Linked DNA regions of Triticum aestivum: region 1 is linked to region 2. Evidence: chromatin contacts called from public Hi-C data. All regions are on one chromosome and are shown on one strand. The core of a region is the stretch at or near the end of the contact, and the rest is flanking DNA. Distances in the headings are between cores, read along the strand shown.

Region 1 (5,319 bases), core at 2,524-5,023, 420 kb after region 2:
TAAAAACAGCCTAGGAAGTTGTAGTTCAAAATTACATGGGCCTGGCCCAAAAATAAGGTGGCACAGCACCTAAAATAAGCTATGGACGAAATTTATGAAGGGGCATATTGTATATTTCGTCCATGTCCTTGTAGGTCATCACGGAGGCTTCAAAGTACTCAAATATGCACTAGAAACGCCATTCTGGATCCCTTCGCGCGCGCCTTCATCTCCATGCTTGATCCTGCTCTAGTGTTCATCCCTCTTGTCCATGCCAAGCCCTTCATTAGTAATCAACACAAATGTATCCAATTTAGGCGGCATCATATTCTCATGAACATTAGGATTGTCACCAAGAAACGAAAGTACCTGGTAATTTAATTGGCATGCGCGAGCTCTAGTAATTGATCCAGTATGTATAGCAGCAGGGGTTGTGGGTGTAACAATGGTATTAATGTCCTCATCAGGAAGGGACCATGTACTTACGTGGGGCCGCCTCGTTTGGCCCTGGTGGCGTTAGTGTATACTTCCATGAGTGAAGCGGGTTGGATTCTCCTGCGACCGTCTTGATAGTTGGTTGTTTGAACTTTCGCGAGATGTGTGCCTCCTCGATTTGTATCGTGCAATGGTTGTTTGTTAGCTCGGGCTTTCATGGGTAGCGAAGGTAGCCCTGAGAATTGGGTTTGCTTCCTTCTTCATTGGAACGGCTTTGAGAGCGATCTTGGCATTTCCTCGTGGCGAGCGAGTGCTCAACAATGACTTCTTCATGTAGTGGTGGACTTTGCATCGGCTTTGTCCACCCTTGGCGGCGAACGATCTTCGTTCGTGCATGAAGGGGAATGTCTTCCGAGGGCATGCACCGCATCGACTCTTCTTGTGCTTCTTCCGAGCTTTCCTCATGGAAGGGGCCTAACTTGTTTGTGGCCTCTGTGAGGAGGCGAGCGATCTCGAGGCATTGTCGGCCCGACGACGGTGATGGCGAGGCAGAGCCTCAAATGGGAGTCGATCCTTGGATCTTTGAGCGCAAACCTGGTCGAGGCGCTTGGTAGAATGTCGCGAATGGTGTCAAAGGTGGATGAAGCTTCACATCCGAATGAAGGGATGATCCCAGCCTCCTGGTGATTCCTTAGACCTCGTGGAGAGCACACCCCTGACGGGATGATCTCAGGGCCTCCCATTCTTCCCGGTCTTATCGTGGGGCGAGGCTCCCACCATGGCCTTGTGGAAAGTCATGACATGTTGCTTCTCAAACTAGGCCCCACCCTCATCACGTCAGGATCTTGGATAAAATGATTATTCTACAACAATAGGGTATAGAGTACTCTCTCTTGATTATATGCGATCGGTTCATTTGTAACGGACACTTTTACTTAGTATGTATGTTGTTTTCCGAAAAGGAGGATAACTCCCAGCCTCTACATCGAACGATGCACACAACAATCTTTATTAAATTATTCCACGGAGTTTGATAAGAACAAATACATAGATCAACCCAAAGCCACCTTTCTGGCGACCTATGTCGCTATAGCTACTAGCTTATGTGCCCTGACCACACCAACGCACACCATCTTATCCGGTGGCCTCACCAAGCCGCCCCACAGCAAGCCGAGAACACCAACCGGTCTAGCAGACCCTAAGCGCGCACCGCATGCGCACGCTCCAGAATCCGCCACCGCCATCTTCCATACTCCCAACTTCAGGAGAGATCCACGAATTGACCTTGCCAGGCCCAACTGCCATCGACACCACCATAACGCCAGACAACGTCACCACCCTGCGCGTGAACTCGGGTCCATGAGTATGTGTGCATGTCGTACTAGTATATAAAGTGAACAATGCCGATGAGGTTCAGCACGGCTTCAACATCAAACACTCCAATTTACAAATCAAGTGCCCGACAAATGATGATGGCTCCAACAGACACCACTGATATGCTACATCGACGAACCTTTACGGCATTTTACGGGGTGTGTTTGAACTGCCAAATTATGATTGAACAAAGGGGTGGGAGGGGCCCCATCCACCTGAAAATGCGTGTGTGTGTGTGTGTGGGGGGGGGGCATGTTTAGTTGGGTTTTTGTGTGGGAGGGGTCCCACCCACCTGAAAATCAGGTGAGGGCATGTTAGTTGGTTAGGAAGGAGTCCATAGATGTGTGTATAATCATATACGTCTAGCAATTTTGAAATCATAAAGTTGATCCCCTGACGAGGCCCGTCAAGGCATGGACGGATTCAGAGGTCAAAAGCAAACATGGGTCATCCGTTAGAATTAGCGAGCAACTTGACAACTGCACAAATGTACTCGGTACGGATAAGACACCGATTACATCATACTATTTGTGAAGGAAAATCGTCTTATTCTCAACACTTACACCTACAACGACACATATTGCTTCTTGGCAAACTATCCTGGTCTAGCCTGCCTTTTCATAGACAAGACATGCGCTTGTAAACATCACACTTTACATTATTGGGTACAAACAACACATGACATGAAATGCATAGATAATAGTAGTAGTAAAACTACCCCGTACGATTGCCTGCGATCATGCAGCCACGTACTGATGATGACCGCGCACGCCATTCATTTTCATTACCTCGCAACGATCAGAAGGCCACTTCAGCGTTGGCGAACTCCTCTCTCTTCTGGGCCGCGTCCGCCACCATCTCGCCGAACCTGCACGGTGGGCTCACCACCGGCACCGTGCCCCGCGCGTACTGTCCACCACGCCCGTTGCGATGTTCATTGGCATGCATGTCCTTGGACTTCTGTGCGATGATGACGGAGTTCACCACGTCGTCGTCGGGGTGACACACGGCCAGCACCTCGAACCCGCCTCGGCCGATGTCCTGGGGATCGACGATCGGGTACAGGAACCCACGCGCGCCGTGCGCGCTGCGCACGACGAGGGCCGCCCCGTCCGCCATGTGCGCGCCGAGGTGCGCGATCACCTTGGCCTTGTCCTCGGCAGCCATGCCCACGAGCGCGGCCAGGAAGACGACGTCGTACGCGGCGAGCTCGCCGGCGAGGTCCGCGACGTCGGCGGTGTGGAACGACATGCGGGCGCCCACGTCCTTGTCGGCGCGGAACAGCTTGCTCGCGCGGTCGTTGGCCGCGCCGCACAGGTCGTAGTTGTCGAACATGGTGTCGGGCAGGTGGCGGGCGGCGAGGACGTAGGAGCTGAACGGCAGCGGGCCGGAGCCGATGAAGGCGACGCGGGCCGGGGCGATGCCGCCGGGCACGTAGCGCGCCAGGAGCTCGTACTCCAGCTTGCTGAGGTTGATGTAGTTGCTGTAGTAGGGGAAGATGCCGAGGTGGTCGAGCGGGTTGTCGAAGGCGGCGAGCATGTCGGAGTAGTGCGCCTCCAGCTTCCCCTCGGCCTCGGAGCAGAGGCGGATGAGGCCCTCCCGCATCTCCTGCGCCTCCGGGCCGAGCTTGGTCACGTCCACGGGGCTCGGGGGGACGCACGCGGTGACCAGGTCGGTGAAGAGCGCGTCGACGTCGGGGGATGGGCTGAGGGACGGCAGCTTGGCGATGGCGGCGTGGAGGCCGGTGATCTTGTGGACCAGGGCGGCGACCTCCTTGTTCTGGGCATCCATTTTACCTGGTACCTGACGAGTACTTGATGAACTCTGAGGCACAGGAGTGGAGTGGAGTTGGTGGATCGGGCTGCTTGGTGAGCTATGGAACGAGGAGCACGGGGTATATGTAGCTGCCTGCCGTCTAGAGCACTCATCGATGGAGCTGGCAAAGCTGTGCATGCATGCAAGCTTCACGCGTCCATGCCAATATGGCTGGTTTCATGCCTCTGCTGCTGTGGCGTGTTCACGTCCGGCTGTTGAAGTGGACAGCGTTAATTTTGTATGTATTCTTCCTCCAGATCGCTTTTTTTCTTTTGAATAAAGAGCCTGCACCAGCTGTTTTTTGGATGATTACTACGACTGCGTCTAGATACATCCATTTTAGTATAATAAAGTAATTTTGGATGGAGAAAGTACTGAGTGTTCACGCACGTTTAATTTGTCCGAAATAAAGAGCGTCCACCAGCTGTTTTTGGATGTGTTCGCATTAGTGTGTGCAAAATAAAGAGCGTCCACCAACTGTTTTTGGACCTGTTCACGGCCATTTAGTGTGTGTGAAATAAAGAGCGTGCCCATCAACTATTTTTTTACGTGTCTTCGGACGCTTAGTTACTAAGCGTCTGAAAAATAAAGAGCGCCCACCAGCTGTTGTTTGAACGTATCCACCAACTATTTTTAGATGTGTCTGCTGATGTTTAGTATGTCCGTTTGTTTTTGGAACGTGTTCGTGGACGTTTAGTGTGTCCGATCTGGTGATCCGCGTAAGTTTCCCTTATGTGTCAGATTTGGTGATCCGCGTGAATTGCCTGTTATGTACTAGAGATTACATTTCATTTGGGTGTGTTTGATTTGATGATCCACATTGGAGGTGCCCTTATGTACTAGAGATTAATTCAGATGTTTCCAATTTGGTGATCTGCATTGGAGTTGCCCTAATCATTTGGACACGCTGCCGAGAACTTCACCAAAGAACAGTAGAATGAGCAGGACATGAACTTCACTGGTTGTTTCAGTTCGGTAATCTCAAACGCCAACATATTAAGCTGTTCACCATCAGAAATTTATCTCCGCAGTCAAACAATAGAACACTGCACGCAGCGACTGTTTTGGTAATGGTACGCGCTAGTCTACACCTGTACATTGTCAATAGGTGTGGGTACAAAATTACAGTATCTTGGGCGTCCCCAGCAACAGAATTCAGCCAGGGCGCAATATCCAACAATATGAAGCTTTCCTTAGCCGCCACCAATCTACTCCCTCCATCTCAAATTACTTAGATTTGTCTAGACACGGGTGTATCTAACACTAAACGTGTTAGGTACATCCAAGTAATTTGGGACGGAGGTAATATGAAATAATCACCCTCTGCGGAAATGCAGTCAAAATACAATGGTCATCCAGACTTGCCTGGAAGAAGCACTGGTTCATACAAGTTCGGCAGCACATTTTATTTTCCTTTTGGCCAGTGCATGCTGTCCAGAGATGGTTTTATTTCCCATACATCTTAACAGTAGTTGATCTGAACGAGAAGAAGAGAATTTGTCACCTTTTTTACTGAAGCATAAATCGTAATAAACATATACTCCCACCGTTCCAAAATACTTGTCATGGTTTTAGTTCAAATTTGAACTAAAACCTCCAAAATACTTGTCAGTGGTTTTAGCTCAAATTTGACCTAAAACCACGACAAGTATTTTGGAACGGAGGGATTACATGTTAACATGGATCAAATGCACACCCAACTAAGTGAGATGTTGT
Region 2 (5,423 bases), core at 1,614-4,113:
TTTACTGAGCATTTGCTCATGGATCTGTGTTTGCAACAGTTCTTTGTGTCAAAGAAACAGAACGGGGCGTATTTAAGTTCTTTGAAGTGTGTCTGGAATTTTACCTCGTCAATTACACTTTGGCGTTCTGGGGAGCCGAATTTTGGTGGTGTTTCACGTGATTTGATGGCAAGCGCTCGTCTATCTTCCTTTTTGTAGTCCAGTGAACCCAATGCCCCACCAGGATTTGTTGGCATGAAAGCAATCAATGCTACTAGTGCTGTGCGTACTGCAACACGAATAGTTTGGCTCAGCTGTGTATACATCATATGAACAAGAAAAAGGAAAAGAAGACACATACATGATTATATAACACACTTTTAACAACCAAGGAAACAAAATTGGTGGATAAATCAAGAAAAATAGTAATTTATCAGTTCACAGATATGGTGATAAGATCCTCCAGAAGGAATAATGGTGAATTCCTATATGTAAAATTAGTAATCATTTAACCTGCTCCGGAGTCAAGACTAGACAATAAATGAAAACATAATTCCTTCCCCAACAAAATGTGAACAAAAAGAACATAGATATTTTGGGAGACATGCTTGCAATCTAATCTTACAAGTCAGATGTGGATCAGTAATAAGTAGACCCAAGATTGCTTGTTTCACAATAAATAAGTATACATGACATATGAGGATGAATATGTTCCTCCTTTGGCTTGAGTATAGTGCTAAATACCATACCACAGGGCAATTACACAAAGAACCATCTCCTTGGCATCATGGTCATACAGTGTACGTAATATATACTACTCCCTCCGTCCCATAATGTAAGACGTTTTTTGGCTCTAGTGTAGTGTCAAAAACCGTCTTACATTATGGGACGGAGGGAGTACTTTATAGTGTATATTACGAGATGATGTCCATCTTATAAAGGTACATATGATAGCATGCAATATCCGAATGTTCATGATATCAGTAACTGGCACCATATGCGTCGGGTGCTGAGTAGGAATAAATCGGCGAATTGCCCTATTAACTGAATTTATCAATAGGTTAACTAGGCCCATATCTATATATCCTAGGCTACATAGCAATATGCAATGTACTTAATGGATAAATATGCTATTGCGCACGTTAATGTAGCAAGGGAAAGTGCTATAAACATGCAGATTTAAAACAAAAGCATTAATGTGTGCTCTAAATTAGATAGATGTGCACATCAGTACATACTATTACTAGATCTACATAAGGGGGATGCCCAGTATCAGCACGGCACAGCAGTAGCATCTAAAGAGGTAAACTCCTCTCCTCCTACATCAGTACATACTATTACTAGATCTACAAATGACAAATGTCCAGCATCAGCAGCAGTTTTGGGCCAAAAAAGTGCCTAGCAGTTAATTGGCCCAGCCAGTTAATGGCGCGAATATGGCCTTCTCATATCAAGGAGGGGTCCGAGTAGCGATTAACTGGCCGATATTTGGAATATATCCTGTTCTTGTTTTAAGTTCAAAAGGATGGCAGGGTTTATCATAGCAATTAACTTCTATATATACTCGCTACTACACATAGCCCTGTATTAGCTAACCAATGAAAAAGAATATGAAAAAGGCAACTGTTACATTAAAATAACAAGCACATGCCAGATGCCAGATGCCTCTGATATAACATTATAACAGCATTTAAAACATGCTGTTAAACAAACTAACCCTACTTCCCAGATTCACCTTAAGATAATAGGGAAGTAGAATCCATGTTTTCTTTTCATGGTCATAGGGCAAGTACTTGCCGCATTAAAACTACGAAAACCTAGAGGAAATGGAGGCATTTACATTATCCACTACGAACACGACGCTATTCAACGCGTTTGAGTTTTACTTTACTTTAAGAGCTTACTTGAGCAGCCATTTTACAAACAAATGAACACTCACCACTCCATGATGGCTGCCAGTGTTCGGGGTGGTAATTTGATATGCTCAAACATATCTTCTTCTGAATCTCGAATCTTCCACTTGGCTGCAGCACATAGATAAAAGGGGAAAAGACAAAGCAAGATTCATCAACAGCTCAGAAAAAGCATATGCTGAACTGAGGCAGGGAAATTGGGACACAGCAATTTCAGACCGTGAGCAGCATGAAGGATGGCGGCTTGAACGGGTAGTCTGAGGGCAACTGGATCCTCCCGTGGTAGATTCCTCCCTCAAATTCGCTGTCTCGAGGCCCCAGGATAGCAAATTGCCACTCAAAAATGTCCTCCTGCTCGGACACAGGCATTGTAAACCATATAAGGCTATCAATGTCAACCAAATTGTGGCAATAAGTTAAGCCTAATAACCTGTAACAATTTCACGCACACTCTGTCTAGAATCTAAGGAATATCTGCCGCTACTAAGGATAGGTAATGTTGATGATCAGACTACAATAATTACATGTAATGCAATGAGATCTAGAAGAAAATACAGACACGTCTAAATTTCCGCACCCCAGAACTCCTTTAAAATCAACGCCACCTAATCGATTCAGACCTAAAAAGACGAGATCGGATAAAACTCAAGGTAAAGGCAGGAGAAGAGATCGGGATTGAAACCTCGAGGGGCAAGGCCATGAAATCGGGGGAAGGATTAGACTGCATCTCCTTCACCTCCTGCAGGATCCGCTTCACCGCCGGGTTACTCCGGTTGAACTTGCCTGCGGCCGCCATCGCCTCCGCCCCAGGAAACCTGTAGACTCGCCGCCGCCGCTTACCGGGGCAAGGATGCGCCTTCGAATTGTGAATTGTAGGGAGGAGAGAGAGAGGGGGGACTGGAAGGAATTGGGAAGCGCGTGTGGCGGAGGAATTAATGGAGTGGGTCGACGTGTCCCTGTCTCGTGGGACTGGTGAATAGGTTAGGCCCACTTGTCGGTGAGGTTGAGTTTGGAGGTGATGTGGATGGGCTCACGTGGCGCGTCTCTATTGGTGCTTGCGGCGTGGGTGAGTGGGTTAAAGGAACCTTCCTATATGCTGGTTGGAGGGTTTTTTTTTTGAGAGAGAATGCTGGTTGGAGCCTTGGAGGTTGAGAGAGAGAGAGGCTCGTCGAAGGCGGAAATCTTTGTACTCGGTTTTCTTTTTCGGCCACTTCAGGCGCCGGTCGACATAACTCTCTGCATATGGTTTTTTTTAATAAAAAAACAAAGGGGTTTCCCCGCCCAAACTTTTTATATAAAAAAGCCAAAGGGAAAAGTCCACATCCAGAACGATGCAGAGCGCTCAGCCAAAATCTAAAGTACAACATATCCATGAAATTTTAGAAAATACTAAAAAAAATCAACTTTTCTGCGAATTTCATTTTTTGCCCTAATTTTAAAAAAATCATCGATTCAAAAAATGTTCAGGAATTCAAAAAATACTCATGTGTTCAATAAATGTTTGTCTAAACAAAACAAATGCTTATGAATTTTAAAAATGCCCATTTTTTTAAAAAAAAAATTGTTTGTCAATTCAAAAAACTTTTCGCTGTTTCCAAAAGTCTTTTATGTCTAGGTTTTAATTAGTTTTTGAAAAGTCTTTATATGTCTAGGCGTTGGGAGTAGTTCGTGGTAGATGAGATTTATTTTTAAAGTTTTAAACATTTCCTTGCGCTACACAATGACAAGTGTATCATGCGGTGGCAAGCTCATTGCGTTGGGATTTACCATGTTGAATGCATTGCGATCACGTGGACATCATGTCCATCATTAGCGAGAGTCGGAAGAAAGATAAAGTGGCAAAATGATGAGCCACTGTGTTAAAATAGAGGACGCTGATATGTCGGGGTATTGAGTCATACTTATTTGACCAACGTGTAATTTTTGTATCTACCGTTGTAACACACGGGCATGTTTGCTAGTTTTATATATAAAAAAGCCATGGATCCGCCACGGAGCTTGGCGTGCGGCCTAGTAGGTGGCTGATCCGGTTTGTTCCGGAGTTGATGGGGCCCACCCACGCGCACCGGAGGAAGGGATTTCGGTCGGCGGGGGAGAAGAAAGGGGCGGTGCGGCTTTGCTTTGGCCGGCTTCGGGCGAGGTATGTCCAACACCCGCGACATTTTGTAGCGATTTGGCTCGGTGAGGTTCAGGTGAAATTCATGGGCTATTTAGATGCATTTTGTAGCGATTTGGCTCGGTGAGGTTCAGGTGAAATTCATGGGCTATTCAGATGCATTTTGTAGATGGACTGGAGTTCGTCCTCATCGTCTTCGCGGGATGATTCGGACATAGAAGAGATGACCCTCGACGACGATGTCGACAACCTAGTGTTGTTGCATCTCGTGGAGGAATTTGAAGTGGGCCCAGAGAAAAAAACGGCGCGTATCCACGGTTGGCCGACTATGCATTCCCCGCAACTGAGCTCTCAGCGACAAGATGCTCATGAAGGACTACTTTACCGAGGTACCGACATATCCGTATCACCTCTTTTGTTGGCGATATCGAACGCATAGGTCCCTATTCGTGCGCATCGCTGAAGCTTGCGAGCAATTTCACTTGGCGCAGGAATGTCACCAGTTTGATTGGCTTTAGTGCATATAAAAAAATATCAGCGTCGATGAGAGTGATTGCATATGGTGTTTCCGCCGACTACGTGAATGAATTTGTTCGCATTGGAGAAGATACCACCATCAAATGTGTTTGTGTCTTTACAAAGACAATGATCCGGGTTTTTGGCCCAGAGTACCTTCGAGTTCCAAACGAAGAAGACACAAAGAAGCTCATAGCTGGGCCAGCTAGGTAGTATTGATTGCATGCATTGGAGGTGGAAGAACTGCCCGGTGGATTGGGTAGGGAAATACACCGGCCGCAAACGTAAACCCACCATCGTGCTTGAAGCCGTGGCTTCACATAATCTATGGGTTTGACATTGCTTCTTTGGTTTGTCGGGGTCTCTGAACGATGTAAATGTGTTGCGACGATCTCATATTTTTGCTCAGCTAGCTAGTGACAAAGCTTCGGCTTGCAACTATACTGTCAATAGCCATGAGTATATCATGGGGTACTATCTTACCAATGCTATTTATCCTTCATGGTCAACATTTGTAAAGACCATTGGTGACCCCAAAATCAAGAAGCACATTTTTTTGCCAAAGCACAAGAAGCTTGCCGAAAGGACAATGAGAGGGCATTTGGTGTGTTGCATGCTCGGTTTGCCATTTTTGAGGTCCTGCTCGCTTCTGGGATAAAAAATCCCTTAGAGACATCATGACTACTTGTGTAATTTTACACAACATGATCGTCGATGATGAGAGGAATTTGGACTTAGAGATTAATTATGATAATGTTGGTAGCCGTGTGAAGCCTGCGAGGGACGCAAATGAGATCACTGCATTTCTTGAAACCTGCTGGAAGATCGAGAATCGTGATTCACACAACCAACTCCAACATGATCTTATTGAGCATCATTGGCACTCTATGGGGGATAGA

Evidence for each region. A called contact is a pair of places that touch in the nucleus more often than the background predicts.
Region 1: a Hi-C map of leaf shows a contact between it and region 2, with 7 times the contacts expected there. The contact joins the promoter of LOC123097678 here to the promoter of LOC123097674 in region 2. A contact is called at or near these places in 3 of 5 Hi-C or Micro-C datasets (all in leaf).

What each region holds. Positions count from the first base shown.
Region 1 is chr4D:323,250,136-323,255,454 of IWGSC CS RefSeq v2.1, forward strand. LOC123097678 (probable nicotianamine synthase 6) reads right to left here and starts at 3,774. Exons shown (of 1, transcript XM_044519490.1): 1 at 2,279-3,774. The coding sequence starts at 3,741. The coding sequence ends at 2,587. LOC123097679 (probable glutamyl endopeptidase, chloroplastic) reads right to left here. Exons shown (of 15, transcript XM_044519492.1): 15 at 4,664-5,080. The coding sequence ends at 5,080.
Region 2 is chr4D:322,829,925-322,835,347 of IWGSC CS RefSeq v2.1, forward strand. LOC123097674 (ubiquitin-conjugating enzyme E2 32) reads right to left here and starts at 2,864. Exons shown (of 5, transcript XM_044519484.1): 1 at 2,575-2,864; 2 at 2,112-2,243; 3 at 1,919-2,003; 4 at 105-268; 5 at 1-24. The coding sequence starts at 2,688.